Regions from separate parts of the Mus musculus genome. Here all the other regions are linked to region 2. The links are chromatin contacts, called in public Hi-C and HiChIP or PLAC-seq maps. All regions are on one chromosome and are shown on one strand. Each heading gives the region's core, a stretch centred on a gene start, on an enhancer-like site or on the middle of the called end of the contact. The rest is flanking DNA. Distances are from core to core; before and after follow the strand shown.

What was found. A called contact is a pair of places that touch in the nucleus more often than the background predicts. HiChIP or PLAC-seq counts read pairs in DNA pulled down with a chosen protein or histone mark.
Region 1: an H3K4me3 HiChIP or PLAC-seq map of bone marrow-derived macrophages shows a contact between it and region 2, with 2.6 times the contacts expected there. The contact joins the enhancer-like site here to the promoter of Alg10b in region 2. A contact is called at or near these places in 7 of 39 promoter capture datasets (cranial neural crest, embryonic stem cells, hippocampal neurons and 2 more), 28 of 484 Hi-C or Micro-C datasets (bone marrow-derived macrophages, cerebral cortex, cortical neurons and 3 more), 3 of 115 datasets of contacts at active chromatin or transcription factors (bone marrow-derived macrophages, embryonic stem cells and stem cell-derived neural progenitor cells) and 1 of 9 other capture datasets (macrophages).
Region 3: a contact with region 2 is called in a Hi-C map of embryonic stem cells, with 3 times the contacts expected there. The contact joins the enhancer-like site here to the promoter of Alg10b in region 2. A contact is called at or near these places in 2 of 484 Hi-C or Micro-C datasets (both in embryonic stem cells), 3 of 115 datasets of contacts at active chromatin or transcription factors (bone marrow-derived macrophages and embryonic stem cells) and 2 of 9 other capture datasets (adipose tissue and embryonic stem cells).

What each region holds. Positions count from the first base shown.
Region 1 is chr15:90,108,234-90,110,963 of GRCm38.p6, forward strand. No RefSeq gene overlaps it. Among named protein-coding and RNA genes, the nearest start is that of Gm24415, 55 kb to the left of the region's middle. Within about 2 kb of position 1,393, at least 13 of the 459 cell types and tissues checked have an H3K27ac peak or open chromatin away from gene starts, as enhancers often do. A contact at or near this core is called in bone marrow-derived macrophages and trophoblast stem cells, where this site is marked.
Region 2 is chr15:90,222,715-90,225,592 of GRCm38.p6, forward strand. It overlaps Alg10b (asparagine-linked glycosylation 10B (alpha-1,2-glucosyltransferase)), which reads left to right and starts at 1,597. Exons shown (of 3, transcript NM_001033441.3): 1 at 1,597-1,894. The coding sequence starts at 1,724. It overlaps Mir7648 (microRNA 7648), which reads left to right and starts at 1,646; the gene lies at 1,646-1,698.
Region 3 is chr15:90,147,172-90,150,153 of GRCm38.p6, forward strand. No RefSeq gene overlaps it. Among named protein-coding and RNA genes, the nearest start is that of Alg10b, 76 kb to the right of the region's middle. Within about 2 kb of position 1,605, at least 5 of the 459 cell types and tissues checked have an H3K27ac peak or open chromatin away from gene starts, as enhancers often do. A contact at or near this core is called in embryonic stem cells, where this site is marked.

The DNA of each region.
Region 1 (2,730 bases), core at 143-2,642, 110 kb before region 2:
GGTAAACGAGGCAGTAGTCTCGGTTTTTCAACCATTTGGCTAGTATATAGAAAGATGCCGGCTTTATGCCTTGCAACCTTGCTGAATTTGTCTATTAGTTTTAATAGCATGTTGGTAACAGTCTTAGGATTTTTATGTATTCACAACCATGTTATCTTGAAAGATGGATCATTTCATTTCTTCATGGTTGAGCTATGGACCCTGATCCCCCTGAGGAGGAGAATCAGACCACAGGCCTCAAGGCAAAACGAGCTTTGTCTAAATGTCAGCAGCCAGGAGGGACAGCAAGGCCATCCTCATCTGTATGCAAATGTGTAATGAGGAGGAGCAGATTATTTTTTATTTTTTTATAAAAAGTCTACGCAACTTTATGTTTTAACATTTCAGAAACATAACCATCAAACTCACACTTGTTACAGTGTCATCGGTGAAGTAACAGGTTTTGTCCAATTTATAACTTTCCCCCGAATGTAAGGCAGAGCCTCTTCCATTGCAGGACCAAGCCTCTTCCAGCCTCCTCATTGGGCATGCTGTTTATCTCATAGATACATGTCTTGTTTTTGTTGGTCCAAATTTGATTTGTGTTTCTAATATCTTTTCCATTCTATTGTTTTTATCATCAGCGTCTTAACACACGGTATATTTTGAACTTAATATTTAGCTTAAAACACCCTCTAGGCCAGTGGTTCTCAACCTGTGGGTCCCAAACCTTCTGGTGGGGTGGGGGGAGGGGGAATCAAATGACCTTTTCCCAGAGGTCACATATCAGATATCCTGCGAATCAGATATTTTCATCACTGTTCATAGCAGTAGAAAATTTACAGTTATGAAGTAGCAAAGAAAATAATGTTACTGTTGGGTGGGGGGTCACCACAACTTGAGGAACTGTATTAAAGGGTCTCAGACTTAGGAAGGTTGAGAACCACTAGAATCTAGGTGGTGAAGTGTGGTCAGAGTGAAAACTAAAAGAACAAAGAGAATAGCAGTAATAGATATTTGGGGATGATGAGGGGCTTATATATCATAATTGTGATAAAGGCATCATGAGTCCAAAACTTATCCAATTACACACTGAGCGCATGGGTATTAAAGCAGACAGAAAATGAATACTCTTGATTCTAATGAAATAGGTCTCTGATCCAGACCTCCAATCTTACCTTCTCTGCTTTTCACCTGGTAAAACCCAAAATCCCCCTTTAACCCCAGGAATGATCCACACTTCAGGCCCCACCCAGCAGTCTGCAGAGTGGTAGACTCTCTGGATTCAGCATCACTTACCTTGGCCCAATCATCAATTTAATGCCAAAAAGTGGTTTCCACATAGTGTGCAGAGGGCAGAGGAACAGTGTCCAGGGGTAGAGGAAGTCTCTGTCTGTGTTCCGCTGCTGAGTCAGACTCCCTTTTAGATCCCTGTGGCCAGAAGTGAGTCACATTTCCTGATACAATGAAAAGCTAGATAGGCAATTGTTCAATATTTTTAGCTTCCCTAAGAGAAAGTTAGTCAGCAAGGAAGAAATCCTAGGGTGGGAAGAATGGCTGGGGATCTTGGCGTCAACAATGTGTAGCAGTGCATATTTCTCAAACACTGAGCACTTCATATTGTCTTGGATCCTTTTCCTGCTTTGATGATAAAACACCCTGACACAACCAATTAAGGGAGAAAGTGTCTGTTCTGGTGTTTGGTTCTAAGAACAGCTCATCGTGTCAAGGAAGTGAAGGCAACAGGAACTTAGAGCAAATGATCACATCCATAACCATTATTTTGTTCCAGTTATAAAACACCATGACCAGGCACCTAAGTTCGGATTTCTTATGCCTTGAAAAGACACCATGACCACAACAACTCTTATAAAGGAAAACAATTAACTAAGACTGGCTTATAGGTTCTGTGGTTTAGTCCATTATTAACATGGTGAGAAGCGTAATGTCATGCATATAGACATGGTGCTGGATGGGTAGCTGAGAGTTCTACATCAGGAACTGCAAGCAAAAGGGTGAGAGGAAGGGAGGGAGGGAGGGAGGGAGGGAGGGAGAGAGAGAGAGAGAGAGAGAGAGAGAGAGAGAGAGAGAGAGAGAGAGAGAGAGAGAGAGACTGGGTCCTGGTTGAGAATCTGAAACTTCTAATTCCATCAGCAATGACACACTTCCTAGATGAAAGCGACACCTACTCCAACAGAGCCACACCTCCCAACGGTGCTACTCCCTATGGGTCTGTGGGGACCATTTTATTGAAACAAGTACACCAGGGAAATTCACAGAAGGAAAATTATTTGCCTCATTGTCCCAGACAGTTAGGGACCACTGTGACAGAGACAGATGGCATGGGATAGCAATGGCATAGAGGCTGGAGCTTGAGGCTTTGAACTCACATCCTCAGCTGTAAGCATGAAGAAAGGATTCCATCTTCAGTAACATACTTCCTCCAGAAAGGCTGCACCAGCTAATCTCCCCCCTACCCCCAAACAGTGCCATCAGCTCGGGACTAGCTGTTCCAGTGCCCGAGACTGTGGGGACATCCCTCGTTGAAACCATTATTGGAGTAAAGCCTGTGCTCTGTAAGGATGCTGTTCTCAGAGCTCTATGACAGGTAAGAAAGGGTAAAATGTAGGCTCTTTCATATTGCCACATCTTATGTCCCAAAGGCAAGCAGGGAGGACAGCCATTTGTAGCTGTCACACATTTGTGTTCTTTGGTATATAAATTATCTCAGCCAATAAATTATACTGTGAG
Region 2 (2,878 bases), core at 347-2,846:
GAAGCACTTTCAATTCAGTAGAAATTATAAACCATAAGACTATAGTTACAACTCCCAGTAAACAGCCATCTTCTACATAATTTTAGGTATATTACTATCTTCATCTTGTTCCACAAAAAAAAAAAAAAAAAAAAAAAGCTTAAATTAATAGAAAAGGTACCTGGCAGTTCTGAAACCTTACATTTTTAAATTTTGAAACGTTTCAGTTAACTAAGGAGAGTAGGGAGCACATATAAAAGGAGTTGGATGTCCAACCAAGTTCTTAGTGGCAATTATTCTGACGAGAATGTCTAGCATAGGAAGGCAGCCTTGTGCTCTTCCCTTTATCCATCATATCTAGCAAGGGCCAGAAGCTTCTATGGTATGCACTGGCCATGATTGAGCAAGCCCACTGGGCCTGAGGTCAATTGTAGACTAAATTATCTGGGAATGGTCTCAAATTGGTAAGTGTAACGTGTTCTCTGTAATCAAAGAGGATGTAAAGGGTGGAGGGAGTTAAGAAACGTCATCATGAATCCTAACGTAATTTAATTCTGGTTATTTCTAATAGTCGAGGAGAACTAGTAGAATACCCAGTTTCTTTTGATTCCAAGGTTGACAATTTAAAAGCAATCTCAGCTGCTATATGATGTGCTGCTGGCAAAATCAACCCGAATTTTCCAGAAGCTTTTCCTACAAAGCATCACCAACCATGCTGAAAACATACTTTGTCTTCAGCTTTCTTCAAATATCTTCCACCGTCAGTCTCAATTCCAATCTCACAATAAAGGGGTTATCTGAAGTCTCCGTAGCCCTCAACTTCATACATGTGAGCACTTTTTGAGACTACACACATAAATACTCCATCGCACCACACATTAAGATGCATAAGGGAAACGTACTCCAACAGAGACAGATATTAATGACTATTTATTACCTATTTTTAAGGACGACATTTACAGTGTCCCAGGCTGATCTAGAACTGGGAACAATCCTCCTGCCTCAGCCTCTCAAATGGGGCCAGTACAAGTGTGAGCCACCACTCACGGCAATAGCAACTAAAATTATATTCACGGAGGAGTGTTCCTCACCTACAAATGCCCCAACTCCTCACCAGGCACCAGGAAAATATTGCCCTGTAAACGAATAGATTCTTCAAAAGGGAAAGTCGCCCTGAAGCGAAGGGCTGGTTGTATGTTTCCATCTAAAAAGCATCAACCTTCATTATCAGCCAGAGACGATGAGAGGAAAAGCATTGTAATGATGGTTTTAGCGTCTCATCTCACTGGCAATGGAGAACAGGGATAACCGCAAACGAATGCAGTTTGGGAGCTTGGAGGTTAGAAAGCTGGGACCACTCATCGCCTTCTGGAGAGCAACAGACAACACAAGACACCCTTCTTTTCCAGAGCCTAGCGGCGGCGGCAGCATCACCTACAACAGCTCCCGCGCCCGAGCCCAGACCCGCCCCTCCCTCAGCCTCTGGCCACTCTGAGAGCTGCGAGCAGTGATTGACAGAGAAACCGTCCCGTCGTTGCATAAATGCTCCACTCCGGAACCGGTGACCCCCCCCCCCCCCACGCTTCCGTCCGACGCTCTCCCAGCATCCATTGCGTTGCGTCCTGTTCCCTGCTGTCCCTCGTCCCGCAGCGCTGGGCCTCTGAGCCCGCGTTCCGGGCTCGGCGCTCCGGGCTGCCCAGGGCTGGGCCCGGGACGCGGCTGCCCGCCCGCCCGCCCGCCCGCCATGGCGCAGCTGGAGGGCTATTACTTCTCGGCCGCCTTGAGCTGCACCTTCCTGGTGTCCTGCCTGCTCTTCTCCGCCTTCAGCCGCGCTCTGCGGGAGCCGTACATGGACGAGATCTTCCACCTGCCGCAGGCGCAGCGGTACTGCGAGGGCCGCTTCTCCCTGTCGCAGGTTGGTCTCTGCTGGCCCTGCCCCCGGGACGGATCCTCCCAACCTGTGCCTTTCCTCTCCCCGTCAGCCCTCCCAGACTTAAACCGTGAAGGGAGCTGCCTAGTGACTGTACCTAGCCTCGAGATTATGGCATATTTGTTAGGTGAATGCATAAAGATGATAGCTCCTCTTGGCAGTTGACCGATTTGTCTAACTAAGCCCTAGCACTAGAGACATGCAGGTGCTCCCTTGAACATGCATTAAAAACTACCTAAAGCTTAACCTATGAGGTTTTCCACCCGGTATTTTGAACGCGGAGTGGAGGATCTTAGGGCCCCCCAAAAGTTGATAGTTTTATTCTAACTTCATTCTTGGTCGTAGAAACTTACTGTTGTCTGGATTAAATTGGCAACTAGTCAGATTGCATCATTTAAAAAAATACATATCTGACTACAGAAATATGCACAGTGCAAAGAATCTTAAGATCCACCAGAGTTCTCATTATTGTTTGCCTGGTAGTTTGTAAAATTGGGACCTGGACAATTTAGTCGCAGAATATGCATTTTCTAAAGAGCAAGCCTTAGGAAGTAGAAATGAATAACTTACTGTCTGTTGGTTGTTGTCACCTTAATAATGGCAGACAGATTTGAGACAGGGAGCAAAACGTTCTTAAAATGGGGCTGGGGTGGTAGCTCAGTGGTTGAGAGCTCTTGCTGTTGTCCTGGAGAAGGCTACCAGACTTCTTTCTACCACAGTGAGCTGCTCACAACCATCTGTGACTCTAGGTCCAGAGGATCCAGTGCCACCTTCTGGCTTCCTCGGGTACCTGCATGCAGATGTTGCAAATAAGTATACTCAGGTGCATGGCACACACACTACATCTTAAAAATAAAACTTAAGAGATGTCTAGTCTGCCAGGATTTATTAATTATGTCATAGACGATCCTCTCCAAGTTCTTCATTATTAGGACAAATGAAACTTGATTATTTATTTATTTATCTTTT
Region 3 (2,982 bases), core at 355-2,854, 76 kb before region 2:
TGGTATTTATCAGTGCAAGTTTCACAAAAAAAAAAAAACCACAGGTCAAGGAAATTCAAACAGTTGGTGGGTACATCAGGGAGGGTGGGTACAGAGAGATGGGAGAGGCTTTTCTGTAGTTTCACAATGCTCTTTATGGTGCTCTCAGTGTTTAGATTGGTAGATGCTAGTGGTCTGCTAAATAGATTATAAGACGGCCTCATAGTCAACACAGAGTTGGGTAAGGAATGGCGTTTCCGAGGGCAAGAACTAGCCCAAGATAAGGTGATTAGCCTCCGGAACCGAACACTCCACCCAGTCTCTTCACCTGATTGGACGCCTAATCAGTTTCTGCAGATATAGCTTTGTTAGGGAGTTTTTCTTCACACAAGAAACAAGAGAGTTTCTTGTTCGCAGCATCGCCAATAACAACAGAAAGCTATACATCATAATCATAAACCCGGCTACACCGCTCTCTGTTTGAGTGAATGCAGTTATAGATGAGGTGGTACAGAACGAGTATAGGATGGTTTTCCTTAGGAAACAAGAAAAAAATTGTAAAACCTGACAGAGGGAAGAAGCAGGGGAGAGAAAGAGAGAGAGTACGGAAGAGAGAGAAAAGGAAAGTGGGCAGGGAGAAAGAAAAAGAAACATTTTTCGAATGAAATGTTTTTGCCTTTAAAGTTCTTTTCTATTTTTCTAAAGTTTTAGCTTTATTAATTTAACTTCCTCCCTGTATCACTGAAATATGCCTTCTCTGTCTATGTGCAGGTGTAATTGCCCTTTCTCTTTATTTCCAGCCTTGACTAACAGCAGGGAAAGAAATAACAATGGGACCCTGGCTGGTGTGAATATTGCCTGACCCCAGGGCCTCTCCACCTAACAGGAGGTTGGGTCACAGTGACAGCACTGACTAAGAAAGGCAAAACACAGTTAAGGAAGTTATTTACAGGGAAAAAAAATCTTATTATGAAAAGGAAAGAGGAGCCAGAAAAAAAAAATGAATTACATTTGCCAATTATAGATTCTCAAACCAGTTTCTAAAACCTCTTGTCAAACTTATAAATACAATTGTCTAATGTCTGCTAAGAGTGGCAAATACGTATCTCAACAGTCAGAATAATAATCTTTTACTAAAAGAAAAAAAAAGAAAAAATCATTTATGATTAAAAAGTCTGGGGCATGAAAACAAGTCCTTACTTCTTTGAAACTATAATTACATTGTAGGAGGGTTCCTTCCTCCATCCATCTTTCCCAACAGGATTGTCCAACAAGGTGTCTTTGACTTTAGTAAGTACTAAGTGTTGTTGGCATACTCACCACCCATGAGAATTTTGCATTACCTCTTCTAAGAAGAAATGACACCCTTTAGTTATTCAGACATTTAAATAATTCCGGTTTTAAACCAGATCATTGCCAATGTATAAAACACTGCTCTCGATTTAAAGGGAGTATGAGAAAGTTGTTCCCATCATTTGCATTCTGAGTCCTGAACCTTCAGCCTTTTGTCCAAGCAGATTTAGCCCTACCTTGGATGTAGCAGACACTCACTGGCACTGAGGGACTAGGATTAGACAGATAGCCTCAGATAGGAGGAAGGGGTCATGACTAGGTAATAAAGGCAGATAACTTCCAAGATGGCTGGCTTCTTCCTTACTGACCTGAGACAAAAGCCTGGCACTGCAAAACAAAGGCCTTATGGGATTTTTCTTCTGACAATAGACCCCCTGCTGATGCACCAGTTCAGTGAGTTCAAGAAGATATTCCCATAACAATTCAAGTTCACCAACTCTGAATTTAGAGAGGAAGACACTTCAGAAACTCAAAAATCACAGCCTGGACTTTTTTGAGAAGAGACTAGGGTTTGGCTTCCCAAGCTCCTCTCTCATTTGTGGAGGGTCTCTCTCTCTCTCTCTCTCTCTCTCTCTCTCTCTCTCTCTCTCTCTCTCTCTCTCTCTGCCTTCTCTATATATGTGTTTCCTCACTTCCAATAAACATCTTTATTCAAAGATCTTTATTCTTTGAATAAAGATGTTTATTGCTGATTCTTGTTTGCTGGGTTTGAGAGTTTTCTACTGCTCTCTGTCCAGCTTGAGATTTCCCCTGCCTTTTAATCCTTTATCTGGCAGAGAAAACAAACCCCACTAAGACCCCTAGACTGTAACACCAGAGTTTAAGAAAGTTGGATTCACCAAAGACCCTGAGATTGTAATGGAGCGCTAGTGCCTTTTATGAGCCATTTTCTGTGGGGGTAAGATTTTTATAAAGTAGGAAAGGCTTTGGCAGTGCTAAGTGACTTAGATCTAAATATAAACTCTAACCATAAAGTTGGAGAGCTGTCCACAGAAAAAGCAAAGCAAAGGAAGAGATCTATCTGAGTTACTAAACTGTCTATATGGCAAGATTTGTGACAAATCTATGTTCCTAAGGCAAAACAAACAAACAAAAACCAAAAATCCAACGGAAATCCGAAAAATCTGCTAATGAATTTCTGGAAGGCGTTAAAGGCTTGAAGAGCCATTCACAGAAGGCATTGTTGATAATACAGGGCAGATGCCGAAACTCAAGACTATCCCAGAAGTAAGTAATTATCTCCTTAGACTAAACAGAGTACAGTTATCCATTTATCTCCTGCGGAAGATACGCTAGAGATGGAAGTGTTTTTCCCAACCACAGCCTCCCCCAGCAGCCAGTGGTGGTGGATGGGAAAACACCAACTGTGCCTACAGCTACTGTGTCAAACAAAAGCCTCTTGCACCTAGGAAATCAGCCTGAACACCAGATAAAGCGGTGGAAAGCAAGGCTTCATTCCTACCTTGATCCTGGGTGGGACAAAGCAGCTGGATCCAGCCCCCTGGAAGGCTCACAGACTATTGCAGAAGATCAAGGGTAGGAAGAATGTAAGAGCCCAAGGAATGACTTGTGTTGTGCAGGACCATCCTTTGAGCCAAACAGCCACTCTCTTCATGAGCTCAGCTCTCTCTGCTAACAAAACATCTTCAC